Linked DNA regions of Arachis hypogaea: region 1 is linked to region 2. A link is a contact called in public Hi-C data. All regions are on one chromosome and are shown on one strand. The core of a region is the stretch at or near the end of the contact, and the rest is flanking DNA. Distances in the headings are between cores, read along the strand shown.

Evidence for each region. A called contact is a pair of places that touch in the nucleus more often than the background predicts.
Region 1: a contact with region 2 is called in a Hi-C map of leaf, with 4 times the contacts expected there. The contact joins the promoter of LOC112770965 here to the promoter of LOC112769186 in region 2. A contact is called at or near these places in 2 of 8 Hi-C or Micro-C datasets (both in leaf).

The regions. Positions count from the first base shown.
Region 1 is chr18:12,608,091-12,611,354 of arahy.Tifrunner.gnm2.J5K5, reverse strand. LOC112770965 (co-chaperone protein p23-2) reads right to left here and starts at 1,462. Exons shown (of 8, transcript XR_011876020.1): 1 at 909-1,462.
Region 2 is chr18:12,364,054-12,367,248 of arahy.Tifrunner.gnm2.J5K5, reverse strand. LOC112769186 reads left to right here and starts at 1,801. Exons shown (of 9, transcript XM_072223984.1): 1 at 1,801-2,192.

The DNA of each region.
Region 1 (3,264 bases), core at 213-2,712, 240 kb before region 2:
CCTAGAGCTAAAAGCTAGAAGCATCAAACAATTATTCAATAAATCAGTAAATCAGAGACTTCACAGAGCTAGAAGCTTCAGTAAATCAGTAAATCAGTTCACAGTTCAATGACTTCAGAAGTTCACACTTCACAACTTAACTAACAATAATTATTCACAATTATTCAACAAAGTTCACACTTCAGTTTAGTAACTTCAGTTGAATCAGTTCACACTTCACAGAGAAATAAAAAATCAGTAAATCACATAGTTAATAAGAAAATTACCTAGAACTAGAAGCTAGAAGAATCAAACAATTATTCAATAAATCAGTAAAACAGTTCACACTTCAGTGACTTCAGTAGTTCATACTTCACAGCTTAACTAACAATAATTATTCACAATTATTCAACAAAGTTCACAGTTCAATTCAGTAACTTCAGTTGAATCAGTTCACACTTCATAGAGCAATAAAAAATCAGTAAATCACATAGTTAACAAAAAAATTACCCAGAACTAGAAGCTAGAAGAATCAAACAATTATTCAATAAATCCATAAACCAGTTCACACTTCAGTGACTTCAGTAGTTCACACTTCACAGCTTAACTAACAATAATTATTCACAATTATTCAACAAACTTCACAGTTCAGTTCAATAACTTCAGTTGAATCAATTCACACTTCACAGTTCACACTTCATAGAGCAATAAACAATCAGTAAATCACATAGTTAATAAAAAAAATTACCTAGAACTAGAAGCTAAAAGAATCAAACAATTATTCAATAAATCAGTAAATCAAAGACTTCACAGAGCTAGAAGCTTCAGTAAATCAGCAATTCAGTTCACAATTCAGCGACTTCACAGTTCACAGAGCTTCGCAGAATCAAACATTAACAATGGTTCAATCATAGTTAATAAAAATTTACCTAGAAGCTAGAAGAAGCCTTCAACAGAGCATGCAAAAGGGAGATAGAGACACCGAGTGACCAAGACAGTGGTGGAGTACCTTCGAACGGGCTTCGAACTGGGACAGTGGTTGCGGAGAACAGAGATAGTGCCGGCGGCGGCGTGGCTGCGCGACGGAGGAAGGTTGCGATGGCTGCGCGATGGGAGATAGAGACACCGAGTGACCAAGACAGTGGTGGAGTACCTTCGAACGGGCTTCGAACTGGGACAGTGGTTGCGGAGAACAGAGATAGTACCGGCGGCGGCGTGGCTGCGCGACGGAGGAAGGTTGCGATTTCTGCGCAATGGAAGGGAAGGTTGATATCGATGGCTGCTGCGTGATGGAGGGAAGGTGAGCGAGCAGACGGTGGCTGTTGGAAGGAACGACGGCGGCGGCACGAGGCGGTGGCTGGACGGAGGTAAGGGAACGGCCAGGAGCTAGGGCTAAGTGCAGAGGATGGAGATTGAGTGTGAGAGAAGCAGAGGCGTTCTGGAGTGGAATTTAGATCTGGGCATCGATAATGGAGTTAGGGCTAACTGCAGCAGCTGAAACGGCGACGTTTCATTCCCCCATTCAAAAAACCGGCCGGGTCACGGTTCGGTTCGACCGACCGGTTCTCGGCCGGTTCACCGGTTCAATTTCGGTTTTTGAAATTTACAGTTTTAACGTTTGTCCGAGTTGTTTTCTTCAACGGTTCACGGTTCAAGTGGTTCGACCGGCCAGTCCAAACCGGTTTTCAGAACCTTGAGCGAAACAGAGAAAATGGGAGTGGGTGTATTGGAGACAGAGAAAGAAGGAAGAAGTGACAAAAATGGAATATTATTATTATCATAATTCGTTGTGTGTGACGTCAAAAAGCAAGGTCGAGTCGGCTTCGGTTGGACCTTGGTTTCTCTTTCTCTTCGTAACTCGTAAGTCGTAACTCCGTTAGGTAAGCCAGCCAGCCAGGTGCATTATTCAACTTCAGCCAATTTTTATTTGGGTTGCACTTCAAAATCCATTATTAAATATACATAATATATATTTTAGAATAATTATTTAAATCAATCTTTAAAAATTTTAAAATTAAATATTTTAATTTTTTAAAAAAATTAATATACAGATCAATTTTAAGATTTTAAATATACACATAGTCACTCAATAATAATAATCAATAAAATTATTAGAGAATATTCTACAAAAAATTTAAGATTAAAACTATTTGATATTTTTGTATTTATATAATTAAAAGATGTCTTACTTTAAAAAAAAACATGTTTGTATTAAAAAAAATGTTTTAATTTGAATTTCAAAATATCATTATTAACTTAGTTTTGTGCACTTGGAGGATGATACTATCATATTAATACACTCTTTTTATTAGAAACAAGTAAGATGAATAATGATACTTTGAAATTCAAATTAAAATATTTTCTTTTAATACGAACGTAATTTTTAAAGTAGGACATCTTTTGATTATATTAAATACAAAAATATCAAATAATTTTAATCTTAAATTTTTTGTAGAATAATCTCTAATAATTTTATTAAATATTATTATTATTATTATTATTATTATTATTATTATTATTATTGAGTGATTATATATATATATATATATATATATATATATATTAGAAATACATACATAAGAATCTAATAAATAAATTTATTATTATTTTTGTCCAAAAAATACAAAAAACTTATGGTACAGTATTATTGTATAATTAATAAGAATAATAATTTTATTTTATTTTGGATGAAGGACTATTATGTCTACGAAGAAAAACGTTAGGGATTAATCTGTATATTAATTTTTTTGGGGACTAAAATGTCTGTTTTAAAATTTTTTGGGACTGATTTGGATAATTACTCTACCGAAAAATGAATTAGAGACTGATTTGTTTGCCAGAGTAAAACTTTGGGGATTGATCTGTGTATTAATTTTTATAGGACTAAAATATCCACTTTTAAAATTCTTAGGGACTGATTTGTATAATTATTCTATTTTTTATTAAGAAACAAAAAATTATTCGTAATATACCAAAAAAATATCTAAATTAAATTACATGAAAAAATATCTAAATTATATTAAATTAATTTTTAAAGAATTGTAGATATTTCTTTTTTTTGTAATCAGAAATTTGTTTTTTTTTTAAATATCCACAATAGACAAAAAAAATTAATTATATCGAAAAAATATCTAAATTACATAGAAAAAAAAAACATCCAAATCAAATAAGAAGAAGAAAAATGACGGTGGTGGATGGGACGACGCCATAGAAGACAGTGGTACGAGGGCGAAGGCACGGTATGATGGAGGACAGCAATGCGAGAGAGGACATGCAACTCGCACA
Region 2 (3,195 bases), core at 552-3,051:
AATTATACTTTTAATTTGTATATATATAAGATTTATATCAGAATATATTTATATTTTTGTATATTTATTTATAATTTGATGTTATTTTATTATAATTCAGTTATTTCAGTTGAACAACGGTTGAACCAGTTGAACTTCTAAACCGATGAACCAGTAGCTCGAGCGGTTTGATGATCGGAAGTGATCTTACTCTGCACTTCCCTTCAACTGCCACCCACGCGGTTCGGTCCGGTCCGGTTTTCACCGAATTTGACCGGTTCTCACTGGTTCATTCCAGATTTGACCGGTTCGTATCGGATCGGTGTGAGGTTCGGTTCACCGGTTTTTCGGTCGAACCGGTCGGTCCGGTCCGATTTTGACAACTATGATTAATGAAGTGTGGAAAGTTGTATTTGTTTGCCTATAAAAGCATGAACGAGATAAAAGAAATATACACTTAGCAATAAAAAGCAAATACTTCCTCTCTCTCTTTCTTATATAAAGCATTTCTTTATTTTCTTTCTTCATATACTATTAATATAATATTAATATATTATCTTTATAGTAGTATAATAGTATTGGTAAATACTAATAATATTATTTTCTATTTATATTTTTATTTTATTACTTCTTCCTTATTTATTTTACAACAAGAAAATTATTAATTCATTTTTTTTCTTGACAAAGAATTATATGATCTATAAGAATTTTGTTTAATCGAATTTCACCTAACCAGCAAGGGAAATTATTTCCCAACGATAAAGTAAAATAAACAATGTACTACTTAATATTAAATTGATATTTCAGCTTAGTTAACGATAGGTATCCGGATTTTGCATTGCTCATTTACAGTGATACTTAATTGTTAATTATTATAGGATAGATCAACAATTTACATGGTGAATTCACTATATTATAAAATAGGAAGCGGTTTTAGTATTTTCTGTAGGGAAGCGGAACTTTGTTGTTCCGTTCAATATAGCCACTAAGATATACTATAAATTATTCATATGGTGGAAATACAAGAACGTCTTTATTGGGTGGAAACAATGAGAAGGAAACTCAAGGATATCACGCAACTGGTTAAAATTTTTTTTAAGTATGTTAATACATTTCTCACAATTTTACACTAAAAACTTCTTTAATATCATCATTATAATATTTATGTCATAATATGTAATTTAAAAACCAAAATTGAAGTAATATAATTTTAAAATTTAACATTTTAAAAAAGAAAGCGGCGAAAAAAATTTGATTATTAGTGAAAAATAAACATCAATCTTAACAGTACCTCACTTGGTTAATATAAATAGCCTGTTAAGTCAGAATAAATCCAAAGAAAATGTCAATTTCAGAAAATATAGTAAGAAATTTTAGTCTTTAATAATTTGGACTTCTTTCGGGTATATAGTAAAAAAATTTAGGCGACAAAAGATATGAAATTATATGCAACTAGATTTAGATCCATGTAAAATTAAAATAAATTAATTTATATATATAAAAAATTATTTAATAAAAAACTTAAAAAATTAATATTAAATTTATGGTAAAGTATACTTTTTGTTTTTAAAGTTTGACAAAAGTTTTAAAAATATCGGTAAGTTTTATTTTGTTTCAAATAATGTTCTGAAAACCGGTTCGATTGGCCGGTCGAACCGGTCGAACCGAAAACCGCTGTTATAATAAATACGATTCGGACAGATAGTAAACCGCCAATTTTAAAAACCGGAGTTGAACCGCCGAACCGGCCGGGAACCGGTCGGTCGAACCGAACCGGGACCTGGCCGGTTTTTTAAATTTAGGCAAAACGCTGCGTTTTGCATGCTGAAAGGGCCAAAACCAAAAGAGAACACTAGTCACCCACTCCTCTCCTCTCGAGCCTCAGCCTCCACTCTCACCTCTCACGTCTCCAGTCTGACTCACCTCGAGCTTCCGGCGCAACTTCCGTCGAGCCACCGCCGCCGTCACAACTTCCGTTGTGCTAACGTCAGCTAGCTCTATTCGCTCGCAGCCACGAAGTCAGCCTTCGAAAATCGCAGCCACCGCAGGGGAGGAGGGAGCCTCTGATGCGTCGCCGCCGTGCCTCCATCGCTGCCAATCCATCACCGCCGCTGCTAGGGTTTGTTGGAGCTGCGCAAAGCCATCGTCGTCGCTGTCACGTGAGGAAGGAAGCGAGAGAGACCGAAGCTGCGAGAGAGACCGCCGCTGCTAGGGTTTGTTGTTCTGATTTCCTCACTATTGTTGCGATCTGCTACTTTCTTTGCAATTGTCTCTAAGCGTACTTGATTTTCTGGATTTAGAGTTATTTTTTATTGAATTTCTGGATTTGAATTTTGAATTCGTGCTTGATCTGCAATTTCTGTTTAATTCTTCTTATTGTTGTTGTGGTTGAAGTTCAAAATTGAAATCTGACTCTTCTTCTTCGTCAATTTCATATTCTGGATTTGTTGATTTGTGAACTGATCTTGTGAAGTTGAATTTGTGATCTGTTGTTGGATTTGTAGCTAAATTGCTTGTTGAATCTGAATTTGCATCGATTTTGGCCTCTCTTTTTTCTTGAATTTCTGTTGATGTTGCTGCGAGTCTTGTTCTGTTGATAGCTGAGATTTGGTTGCCGGTGTTGCCTTAGTCTAGCTTTAATCTCTTCCCACTCAATTTTCCAGCAGCAATTTCGAATGTTTCCAAATTGGCAAATGGATTGAGCGCCTTCCATAACTGAAACCATCTTAGAGCTTTCCCTTTCAAACCTCTTTCCACCTCTATGAATCTCTGCTCCTCAGGTGTCCATCCATAACCATCTTTCCCATTGAATATTGGAAATGTATTTTCAGATTGTTGAGTTATTTGTTTTCCCATGAAAAATGGAAGAAACCTCTCAGCGAGAGCACCAATGTTAGAACTCCTTCTATGAATTAGGGAGAGAAACTCCAAATTGAACCAAGTTCAATATCAATTCATTAATTCCTTTAAGCTTTAATACATTGATAAAAGTCTCTTATCTATATTCTTAAAAGACTAAGTAATTCTATTGGGCATAACTAGTACCCTTCCTAATATTAAATAGTAACATGTAGTGGCCACATGAATATCAGAAGTATGCAAAATCAGCAGAGGATGCTGTTGCTGATGTTCTCAGAACAGGTGTTTTATTTGCCATTTTCATTTCAAGTGGATAAATGGTTAACTGAATTAAATTTTTGTGCTGTTTAATAAGGC